Linked DNA regions of Pan troglodytes: all the other regions are linked to region 1. The links are chromatin contacts, called in public Hi-C maps. All regions are on one chromosome and are shown on one strand. The core of a region is the stretch at or near the end of the contact, and the rest is flanking DNA. Distances in the headings are between cores, read along the strand shown.

Region 1 (3,535 bases), core at 684-3,183:
GGTAATGTATTACACAGAAACAAAATAAGTATAGCCTGAAACTAATATGCCTATCAGTATACCTACCTTATCCTTCAAAACCAGTCTCACCCCTTTAAGAGGTGGCCTTGAGCTCCAAGACGGATTCTGCTGTGCCCCCTTGATGCTCCTAGGGCTCTTTTTTTGGGGGTGGGAGGACAGGGTCTCACTCTGTCACCCAGGCTAGAGTGCAGTGGTTTGATCATGGCTCGCTGCAGCCTCAAACTCCTCAAGCAACCCTCCTGCCTCAGCCTCCCAAGTAGCAGGGACCACATGTGCAAGCTACCACATCCAGCTAATTTTTTAAATTTTTCTGTAGAGATGAGGTCTCACTATATTACCCAGGCTAGTCTCAAACTCAGGCTCAAGCGATCCTCCCACCTTGGCCTCCCAAAGGGCTGAGATTGCAGGAGTGAGCCACTGCACCCTGCCTTTGGCTCCTTGTTAGTAGTTTTTCTCTTATATCTTGTTGTTTTACTGGTTTTTGTTTGTTTGTTTGTTAGACGTGTCTTTCTCTTCTGTTAGACCATTTGATCCTTCAGGGTGAGGACTATGTCTTAGTGTATTAGTCTGTTTTCATGCTGCTGATAAAGACATACCCATGACTGGGTAATTTATAAAGAAAAAGAGGTTTAATGGACTCACAGTTCCATGTGGCGGGGAGGCCTCACAATCACAGTGGAAGGTGAAAGGCACATCTTACATGGCGGCAGACAAGAGAGAATGAGAACTGAGCGAAAGGGGTTTCCCCTTATAAAACCATCAGATCTCATGAGACTTCTTCACTACCACAAGAACAGTCTGGAGGAAACTGCCCCCATGATTTAATTATCTCCCACTGGGTCCCTCCCACAACATGTAGGAATTATGGGAGCTACAATTCAAGATGAGGTTTGGGTGGGGACACAGCCAAACCCTATCACTTAGGTAGGCTTGAGGCAAGAGAATAAGGTCTGGAGGCAGGGAACCTAAGGCTGATTTGCACTGACTTCCTAAAATTGAATCAGATGGAAAACCCCACCTCTCCATACCCAAGTAACAAAAGGATCAGAGGCTACTCCCTTTGCACTGCATCACAGATGAAAAATGGAAAGTACCTCTGACTGGTCCCCTCCCGCAACCAATCAGACTGGTCACGGTTCACTCCTTTGTTTACATAGGGTATAACCAAGTAACCAGTGGGAAACCTCTAGAGGGTATTTAAACCCCAGAAAATTCTGTAACCAGCCCTCTTGAACCATTCGCTCGGGCCATTCCTACTCTGTGGAGTATACTTTCATTTCAATAAATCTGCGCTTTCTTTCCTTCATTCTTTTGTTGCTTTGTTTGTGCATTTTGTCCAATTCTTTGTTCAAAACGCCAAGAACCTGGACGACTACTGACTTGTCAGGACCCTCTGCTGGTAACAGGCTCTGGACTCTGACATCCTGGGTTTGAATCCTGACTTTGTGACCCTGGGCAGGTTATTTTATCTCCTTAAGTTTCTCTAAGCCTCGGGTTCCTTGGGTAAGATATGGGGATAAGAGACCCTACCTTAAAGGGACACTGTGAAGATAAAATGAAGTAATTTATGTTATGCACTTAGCATGATGCCTCACACATAATAGGCTCTCAGCAAATATTTGTAGAATGAATATATGGGTGAGGGACAGACAGAAGGGCAGCCTGAAGATGTGCCTGGATCTGTCAATATGCATCACTCCACTAACAGAAGAATTCATTCCATGAGGGATTGTTTCCTCAATCTGAGCCCCCTCTGCCAACAGCCAGCCTTCCCATGATGTTTTTGTGTCATCTTTTCCCCTCCTTTGTTTGTTTTACTCCCGCTTCTCCTGTGATTGCTCACAGGAAAACATTCCTAGAAAAACCTCAAGAGACCAACTTCCTTTGTGCTTCAGGGCAGCAGACAGAGCCTGTGTTCTGTTGGCTACAGCTGTGCTCCAGCCCCTGAGGGCCTGCGGAAGAGACAACGTCTCAGGGGGACCAGACAGAAGTCCAACAGAAAAAGACAATGCTTCAGTAAGTAACCTGGGCCTGAAACTCCAACACGACAAGGTTATGTCACAGGGCAAGGGACCCCTCACCCCTCCTGCCTCACAGACTTCCTCGGTCTTGGCTGCCACCAACATCTTTCTTCCCGCCTTTCCTTCTGGCCACCTACAAAGCAGTCACATCAGCATCACCCCTAACAGTTTCAAAGACACTGGGCCCTCAGGGAAGGCACAGCTTCTGTCATGGCATGGGGTGAGGGCCATTTGGCAGGCAAAAAGAAACAGGCCGTCTGGAGAGGCCTCTTTGAGACCTCAGTAATTTGAACCAATGACTCCCCACATTTTTACTTATTGCAAAAAACAACATTATAACAACATTAAAACAGATTTGTTAAAAAAGGAAGAAAGATTACTTGTGATCCCACCACCCTAACACAACTATTTTCTTTTTCCAAGTTCTCTTCCAGTTTTTGGCCACATGATAGATGTTTGCATACGATGTGTTGCCTTTTTAATTTTTTTCACTTAATATTATATCCTAAGTCTTTTCCAGTATTGACATATGATCTTCACGTTGGCCACATTTTTCTCCCTGCAAATATTCCAGCCAATTAGACTGAGGCATAATTAATGATTTCTTAACCTTTGGGGATTCTTGTTCATCCCCTGGAATCTTTGAGGTTGGCTCTTGGCAAAGCTGTAAATGAAAGTAAGTTTGGTTTTGGGGCCCATCTGCATCCCTTGCAAATCTTCTTTCTTCCCTGCTAGCAGTTCTAGCCTAAGAGTTCTATTGCCATATCCCATTCCCCAACCTGTTCTCTAATATTGCGCTGCCAGTCATTGCACTATCAAAAAAAGTAATAATATAGGTTCTAATTTTTCCTCAGTGTAAAAGCAATACATATGCATGTTGACCAATATGGGAAATACAGAAAAGCAAAAATAAAAATAAGAAGTAAAAATCTGCTATAATCTTGCTGCTTACGATCATATGCCGCTGAAGATCCCATTTGCCTGAGCTAGGTACTTTCCTCCTGGACCCTTCTCTGCCTTCCAGCCTCATTTCATCATTGCAACTTGTGTTGCATAAGTAGGTACATGGCGAATCAGTTGGGGCATCTGGGGTTGGCTAGTTGAAACCACAGAGGAACTTACTATCTCATACAGCTGAAATGTACGGAGGCAAGATGGACTTCAGGACTGGTTTGATTTAGTGACTCAAAAATGTCATAAAGGAAATGGTTTCTTTCTAACCGTGGTCTTCTGCTTCCCACAGCATTACTTTCCTCCTAAAATAAGCTCTTCTTGTAGTCCAAGATGTCTGTCTTACCAACAGCTTCTGAGGCTACTTACTGCCTAGTTCTTGTCTAGCAGAACATGAAAGCATCTCTCCCCCAGCATCCAATAAATTCCTGAGACTTCCTCTGATTGGATCAGTGTGGTTCCTGTGGCTACCCATGAATCATTCCTAGTGGCAAGGAGGATGGGGCAATGGGGCTATCTGGGTGGCTGAGACCAGTAAGTCT
Region 2 (3,466 bases), core at 869-3,368, 140 kb before region 1:
ACCAGCAGGAGAAGTGCCTGAGACCCGAGGACATCCTGCACTTCATGGAAACAAGGTCAGGGCTCAGGCTGTGATTGTCATTGACCTTGACCCAGAGAATGCGCTTGAACTAGGGCAGGAAGCACCTAGCCACAAGGCTCCCAGAGATTGAGTGCCTTTGCCCAAATGAGCCCTTCAAGGGAAGTGTTTAGGAAGCAGAGGGCCTTGCAGCCTGATCTGGAAACCTGACCACAATCTGGCTTGTGGGTATGACTTTATTAGCCACACGTCACTCCCTGAGCCCATTTCTTCTCTTGGGTTGACGTCAGGATTGTTGTCTTCTGGGGCTTGCAGGCATTAAGACATGGAAATGTGGGTGTGGTAAAGAGAAGGGAGCACCATCAAAGCGGTGCTTCTGTGGTGTCGGAGCAGCACATGCTGTTAATGTTTGCTAGGGTGTTACTCCAGGCAGTATAATGTGGTTCCTGATGCATTTAGATTCTGTGACTAATGAACAATGTGCTGGTGGCATGCTGCTGTTAGATCTCCATTCTATAACCAGGATTGCCTCCAGAGAAATTCGAGTTCCTGTCTCGAGTTCCTGTCCAGTAGGGAAAAGGAACTTTTGTCTCAAGTTCAAGTTACTGTTAGATATTTGAAAAGCAGAGGCCACAATGCTGAGTTCCGGGGAGCAGGAGGATGGGCTTTTTGGGGACTGGGGCAAGCCTGGAAGAGCCCACGAAGCACTTTTGACTCACCAGCTAACCCTAGACGGTGAAGTGTGAACACAAACAGGCTGCATAGCCCAGCAGGTGACAGGCCAGTGAAGCAGGCTTGGGAGGCCCCCGGCAGACTGAAGAGTGTGGAACCTGTGTCAAGGGGCACCTGTTACTATGCAGGAATGGAGGCCCGGGGGGCCACATCTTTTGATTAAAAAAGAAAGAAAACAAGCTTCCCACCCCCTACGTTTTTTTCTTTCTTGGGTCACTTGTTTACTTGCCTTTGCTTTTATATAATTGAGGTCTCCTGACTTTTAAACATCAGCAACTAATTCATGTGTTTTTAAAAGCCCAGTAAGGCCCAGATGGTTCTCATCTGTTGCAGGATCTGGCCACAGGCCACTGACCACTGCCTCTAATCTAGACCAGTTCTCGGTCTTCTGGGAGCTGCTCCGATAGAGAAGCAATGACAGAGCAGAAGCAGAAAGCTCCCTGCACTCAGCCATCCCACAAACACATACTGAGCCATGCCCATTCGTCGCTGAGTCACAGGGGCAGGCGTGGGCAACACAGTACGACTTTTCTGCCCTCAGCCCTCTGCCCTCTCACCTTATGGGGCCTGGCCTCGAGCCAGCCCTCTGTGCAGGTGGCATTTGGGATGGTGGGTCTTGGGGTGGAGGAGCTTGGATGTGAACTCAGTCCTTTGGACGGGGGTCACTGGCCAGGTGCTTCCTGCCCCAGTTCACGAGCCCTGGGTGAAGTTGTTGTTGGCTGGGCCTCAGGAGCACCTGCGTTGGTGCCAGCCTGGGCTGAGAACATTCCTTCTGTCAAGTGGTCCTCCGTGCTATCTGGGCACTGGGCAGAGTGGCAGCGGAGTGCTCTGTGCACCTGCCTGCCAGCTCCTTAATTAACAGCGAGGAACGTAACTACCAAGTGCAGGGGGCGTTTGTGCTGGCCTGGCAGTGGTTTTCTGGGAAATGGGAATTCAGATTTCATGGCCTCTAGAGAATAACTAAGGGTGGGCGGAGTTAGATGTTTTGCCCCAGTTCTGTTCACAGGAGGCCCAGGCCTGCCCAGCAGGTAGGTTGGCACGAGGCTGGCGCCAGCCCATGCTGGGGTTCTTTTTACTTATATTACCTCATGGAATTGAAAATAGGAAATCACTTTTTAAGACTTCTTCCTGATGAGGGACAGCCCTGGCTTGTTCCCAGCCGTGAAGTACTTTTTCAGCTCCTCCCTGTGTTTTGCTTGTGCACTTGAAAATCTGTGATAAATAAAGCCATGAGCAGTAGCTTTTGGTGGAGGTGGCCTCAAGGACTCAGCAGAATGGGGCTGAGGGGTTAGGCAGAGCTAAAAGATGGGGCAGTGGATGAGCTGGGTGCGGTCTGGACTCCCTTTGTCAGGCCCCAGGCAGCAGAGCAGCTGCGTTCAGGCCTCTGGCCGCCCACAGGAAATGGGAGGAAGTGTGAGTGCACTTTCAAAAGAGCAGCCAACCCCCAAGAAGCTTTTTCTCCTTCCTTTCTCCCATCCCTCCCCCTTCCTTCCTCTCTGCCACCCTCCTTTTCTTTCTCTTTGCCCTCACCCTCCCTTCTCCCAGCTGTGGAGTCATGAGACCCTTGACAGAGCCTGGAGAAAAACAGCACGAGACAGATGGTTCCCTAGGTAGAGATATACAAGTGTAGAAGGCCCCCCAGATCTCTGCACTGGCACCCATCACATGGGCTGTTTGTGTAAATTGTCTGGCAGGTGGCCGGGGAGGTGAAGTGGAAAGAGCACTGAGCTAGGAGTTAGGGGCTGTAAGTTTTGGCCTCCGGTCCCCAGCCATGAAAAGACCCAGCTGACAGTCTGTAATTGTAGCTTCTGTGAATCTGACTTTCCAAACAGCAGGTGGTGGAGCTGTTGCCAGGCGCGTTCAGAAACCGCCAGGGGTCATGTGCTCTGTTTGTAATTATTTACGTGGGACGGGAGGCTTCTCTGCCCCTGCCCCTCCTGTTCCCTTTCGGTTGCTACATTCCGATGAGCTGCACAACCTTGAGAAGGCAGTCACTGTGGGCCATTAGTTCCCCTGCTCTTGGCAAAACCATAGAAGGGCAAATTGCACCTCCAGGAAAACTGGCACGCTAGTCGCATGCCTACCACTTACTCACCAGCCATTCATTCTGCCTTCTCACCTCCTTCCCTCCTACGTTCTCCACAAGTCCTGGTCACCAAAAGAGGCAGGGAAGGCAGAAAGCATCCCCAACTGGGGGAATCAGGGAGGGCTTCTTGGAAGAGTTACAGCAGCTGAGGCCCGGCCTTGAAGGATGAGTACAGCTTCAGTAGGTAGATATTGGCCAGGGAAGTTACTGGCAGAGTGAGCCGCTCAAGCAAAGGCCCAAAGGGTGCACAGGGTGGAGGGAGCAGATGGGCAGTTAGAGTTGAGGCCGGATGTGAAATGCTGGGGGCAAAAGCATCAGAGCCGTGACATTGCCACAAGTTGAGACAGGCTGGGGCGCCCAGCTGAGGGAAGCAGCCCTGTGTGTGGCAGCAGCTGAGCCCCGCACCTCCACTCCGCCTCATTCCATCTCCTCTGCTCTGCACAGTAGCCTCGGGTGCAGAGTGAGAGTGATCCCATGTTGCAGATGAGATCAAGGCCCTCCTCTCCAGTCTGTGGCAGGATCAGGACTTTAACCTGAACCTGTCCTTACAGAAACATCTCTCCCACCCCCTCTTTCCAGTGGGATTGTATCTTTCTAAAGTCAAGCCCGGCCTTCTCTCATCTGGCTATC
Region 3 (3,313 bases), core at 560-3,059, 180 kb before region 1:
GCTCATCACAGGCCTTCTTGCTTCCTCTCATTCTCACCGCCGTCCTGAGGGGCAGCAGTAATACACCGCCTGTATTACTGTATTCTCCTTTGGTGACAGGGCACATGCAAACATAGATCAAGTCACCTCTTTTGTTCTTCTCTAGTGCACGAAGTAAGGTTTGTATTCAGGTTCGTAGAATCGGTCTGCCTTTCCTAAGTGCCTGGTGTTTCGCTAGGCACTGTGTGAGCAATGCAAAAAGAAGCAAGGTGTGTTTCACTTCACTTACATTTAACTCAGGTCAAACATGTGAAACAGACTCACAATAGGAAAGGATGAGAAAGAGACTAGGAGAAGGGGTGAGGGATGAGGCAGTACTGATGCCCCCTGCATGCTAGCACTTTGCAGTCCCTGCGGACGGATCCTCGCCACCCTGGAGTTGACAGCATGGTGGGGGAACCACTAGGAAGTGAGCATATAAATGTATTGCTGTTGCGGAGGGGTGTGGTAGACACCATAGGGAACAGCAGTGACAGACAGTGACTTTAAGCACATAATGTCCAAGAAGAAACAAGTTTGAGGGGAATGTGCAGGGCAAGTGGGCAGGGAGAGTTTGGGGTCATCAGGAGGCAACTGTGAGCCAGGTGCTGGGGCCAGCCTCAGGGCTAAAGAGGGGACTGAAGGCAGCGAATTCTTGCTGCTCTCTCAGGCCTTAGCAAGCCCTCATTCCTCTGGGGTCAGATAGTAAATATTTCTGTGGTCCTGGGCCATGCAGGCTCTGCTGTAGCTGCTCAGCTCTGCCACCTAATACCAAAGCAGCCACAGGTAGTACACAAACAAATAGGCATGGCTGTGTTCCAATCAAACTTTATTTACAGAACCAGGTGGCCAGCCTGAGAACTGTAGTCTGCTACCCACCAAAACCTGTGATTTTTTTTTTCTTTTTTTTTTTTTTGAGACAAGGTCCCACTCTGTCTCCCAGGCTAAAGTGCAGTGGTATAATCACAGCTTGCTTCAGCCTCCACCTCCTGGGCTCAGGTGATCCTTCTGACTCAGCCTCCCGAGTAGCTGGGACCACAGGTGTGGCTAGTTTGTGTATTTTCTGTAGACATGGGGTTTCACCATGTTGCCAAGGATGGTTTCCAACTGCTAGGCCCAAGAGATCTGCTCTCCTCAGCCTCCCGAAGTTCTGGGATTACAGTCATGAGCCACTGCTCCTGGCCTGTAATTTTTGAAGACTTTGGTTAATGTGTTGCATATGGGTCAGGGCAAGGCTGAAGGGGCTGTGTGAGGTTGATGGGAAGGAAACACTGAGGTCTCGTCCGGGGAGGAACCACAGGCTAGGTGAGGAGGGGAAAGACCAAAAGGACCCATTTCCTCTATGAAGTATGAAAGCTCTGCCCCATCCCCTGGGCCTTGTAAATAAAAGAGGAAATGGCCCGGAGAGCCAAGGCTCATTGCCCTGCTCAGCAGCCTGCCAGAAGCAGGCCTTTGGCTCCGAGCCTGCCTCTGAAAATTCTGACCCTGGGGCACTGGGGCACGCTAATTTTCACTGCAGTATTTATTTAGAGACAAGAGAAAGGAAGGGCCTTGGGTTTGGGTTGGCAAGGGGAATACCCTGTGCTCCAGGGCTTCTGTTTGGATTGGCCGGTGCCTACCAGACTGGCCTGTGTACCTTCCCAGCTGTGGCGAGTTTGCTTACGCTGGAGGATGTCTCAAATTTGCAAGACTCAAATCCTAGGCCCAGCCTGGCTTATTGGGCTTGGGCCACAGGTCTAGGCAGTTTCTCCCTTGAGAGGCTAAAGAAAGAAGACCTCAGCTTGTATGACGCAGTCAGACAGCAGCCAGTGCCCTGGGCAGATGCTCATGGGAACCCTCAGAGTTTAGGTCTCCTTGGAAACATGGGACTTGGCAATGGGGAGGGGAAGGTTTGAATTCCTTCGGGAGCAAAAAGACGGACTCCATGCTAGGTACTTTTAAGATTGCTTTGTAGCACTTGAGGGTTTTGCTCCCTGCTTCTCTGAGCTAGAGAGAGAAAACTTTTAACCTCACTGAACAGGAATCGGGGAGAGAGTTTTGGGGAGTATCTCTTAATTACTTCTAGCCTCTCTCTTTAATGAACTTTCCAATGCAGTTTCATAAATGTGGGCAACATAAGAAGAAACTAGACTTCCAATAATTTGTTGTTTTCTCCTGCCTGCTATCTGTTGTGATTTAGAGGAGATTTGGGGTGGCAGAGATTTCACCAAGTCTTCATAATTCCTTTGTACTACTTAGAGGAGCCCTTCAGGATGCATGGGGTGGCAGTTACCTTCATACATTTGTCTTTTAAGGTGTCACTTTATGTTCAGTGTTTAGGAGGCCCAGTAGTTAATATAATTAAAGATAAGGGTGGTAAGGGTCTTAATAGGCGGTACAGGAAAGTCAGCTTTGTGAGAGAGATGTCTGTCAGAAGGACATGACCAGCCAGATATTTATAAGGGGGGAAAAGTATGAGCAGTGGTTATCTTAGAGGGGTACAATTACTTGTGATTTTTAAATTCTTATCTTTAAATTGTATTTTCTGTTTTCCCTCTAGCAATGAGCATAGCACTTGTTCAATATTTCTTTCTTTCTTTAAAAATAAGCGAAGACCTTTTTTAAAATTTACAGAAGCATCACATACTCATTATAGGAAGAACAATGCTAAGATGTAGGAAAGTAGCTGAGTGTGGTGACTCATGCCTGTAATTCCAGCACTTTGGGAGGCCAAGGCGGGAAGATCGTTTGAGGCTAGAAGGTTGAAGCTGCAGTGAGCCATGATTGTACCACTATACTCCAGCCTGGCAACAGAGAGAGACCCTGTCTCAGAAAAATAGTACAGCCTAGTGAGGATCCAACCACCCCTTTCCCATAGACACACACACACACACACACACACACACACACAGAGAGAGAGAAGCTGGGTTGGTTTTGAAATTGTTTTTTTTTTTTCATCATGTCACATGCCACCTGGGTTTTTTTTTTCTTTGCTGTAATACATTATTGCTATCATTTTAGGCCTTGTATACATTTACCTTATCCTTGTTCATCACTGCATAATATTCCATAGTGTGGATACACTATTGCCCCTTCTATGGGGCAGTCAGGTTATTTCTAGTTTTTGCCGCTGTAAATGCTGCTACACAAACATACATACTCATCTAACCTTGTGTGGGTGCTTTTTTTTTTCTTGAAGATCCAACAGAAAATGTGTTTTAAGTGTTTTAATTGCTATTTTCAAACTCCGTTCCCGAAAGACTATGACAATTTACAGCTCTTAATTTTTGAAGTGCAATAAAGTGTTCTCTGAGGG

Evidence for each region. A called contact is a pair of places that touch in the nucleus more often than the background predicts.
Region 2: a contact with region 1 is called in a Hi-C map of stem cell-derived neural progenitor cells, with 2.9 times the contacts expected there. The contact joins two enhancer-like sites. A contact is called at or near these places in 1 of 7 Hi-C or Micro-C datasets (stem cell-derived neural progenitor cells), 1 of 1 datasets of contacts at active chromatin or transcription factors (stem cell-derived excitatory neurons) and 1 of 1 other capture datasets (stem cell-derived neural stem cells).
Region 3: a Hi-C map of stem cell-derived neural progenitor cells shows a contact between it and region 1, with 3 times the contacts expected there. The contact joins two enhancer-like sites. A contact is called at or near these places in 1 of 7 Hi-C or Micro-C datasets (stem cell-derived neural progenitor cells) and 1 of 1 datasets of contacts at active chromatin or transcription factors (stem cell-derived excitatory neurons).

The regions. Positions count from the first base shown.
Region 1 is chr12:36,859,323-36,862,857 of NHGRI_mPanTro3-v2.0_pri, forward strand. No RefSeq gene overlaps it. Among named protein-coding and RNA genes, the nearest start is that of ST3GAL5, 31 kb to the right of the region's middle. Within about 2 kb of position 1,934, at least 6 of the 24 cell types and tissues checked have an H3K27ac peak or open chromatin away from gene starts, as enhancers often do. A contact at or near this core is called in stem cell-derived neural progenitor cells and stem cell-derived neural stem cells, where this site is marked.
Region 2 is chr12:36,715,378-36,718,843 of NHGRI_mPanTro3-v2.0_pri, forward strand. POLR1A (RNA polymerase I subunit A) reads left to right here. Exons shown (of 34, transcript XM_016948898.4): 27 at 1-55. Among named protein-coding and RNA genes, the nearest start is that of POLR1A, 70 kb to the left of the region's middle. Within about 2 kb of position 2,119, at least 14 of the 24 cell types and tissues checked have an H3K27ac peak or open chromatin away from gene starts, as enhancers often do. A contact at or near this core is called in stem cell-derived neural progenitor cells and stem cell-derived neural stem cells, where this site is marked.
Region 3 is chr12:36,678,617-36,681,929 of NHGRI_mPanTro3-v2.0_pri, forward strand. All of the region lies in intron 12 of POLR1A (RNA polymerase I subunit A), which reads left to right. Among named protein-coding and RNA genes, the nearest start is that of POLR1A, 34 kb to the left of the region's middle. Within about 2 kb of position 1,810, at least 8 of the 24 cell types and tissues checked have an H3K27ac peak or open chromatin away from gene starts, as enhancers often do. A contact at or near this core is called in stem cell-derived neural progenitor cells, where this site is marked.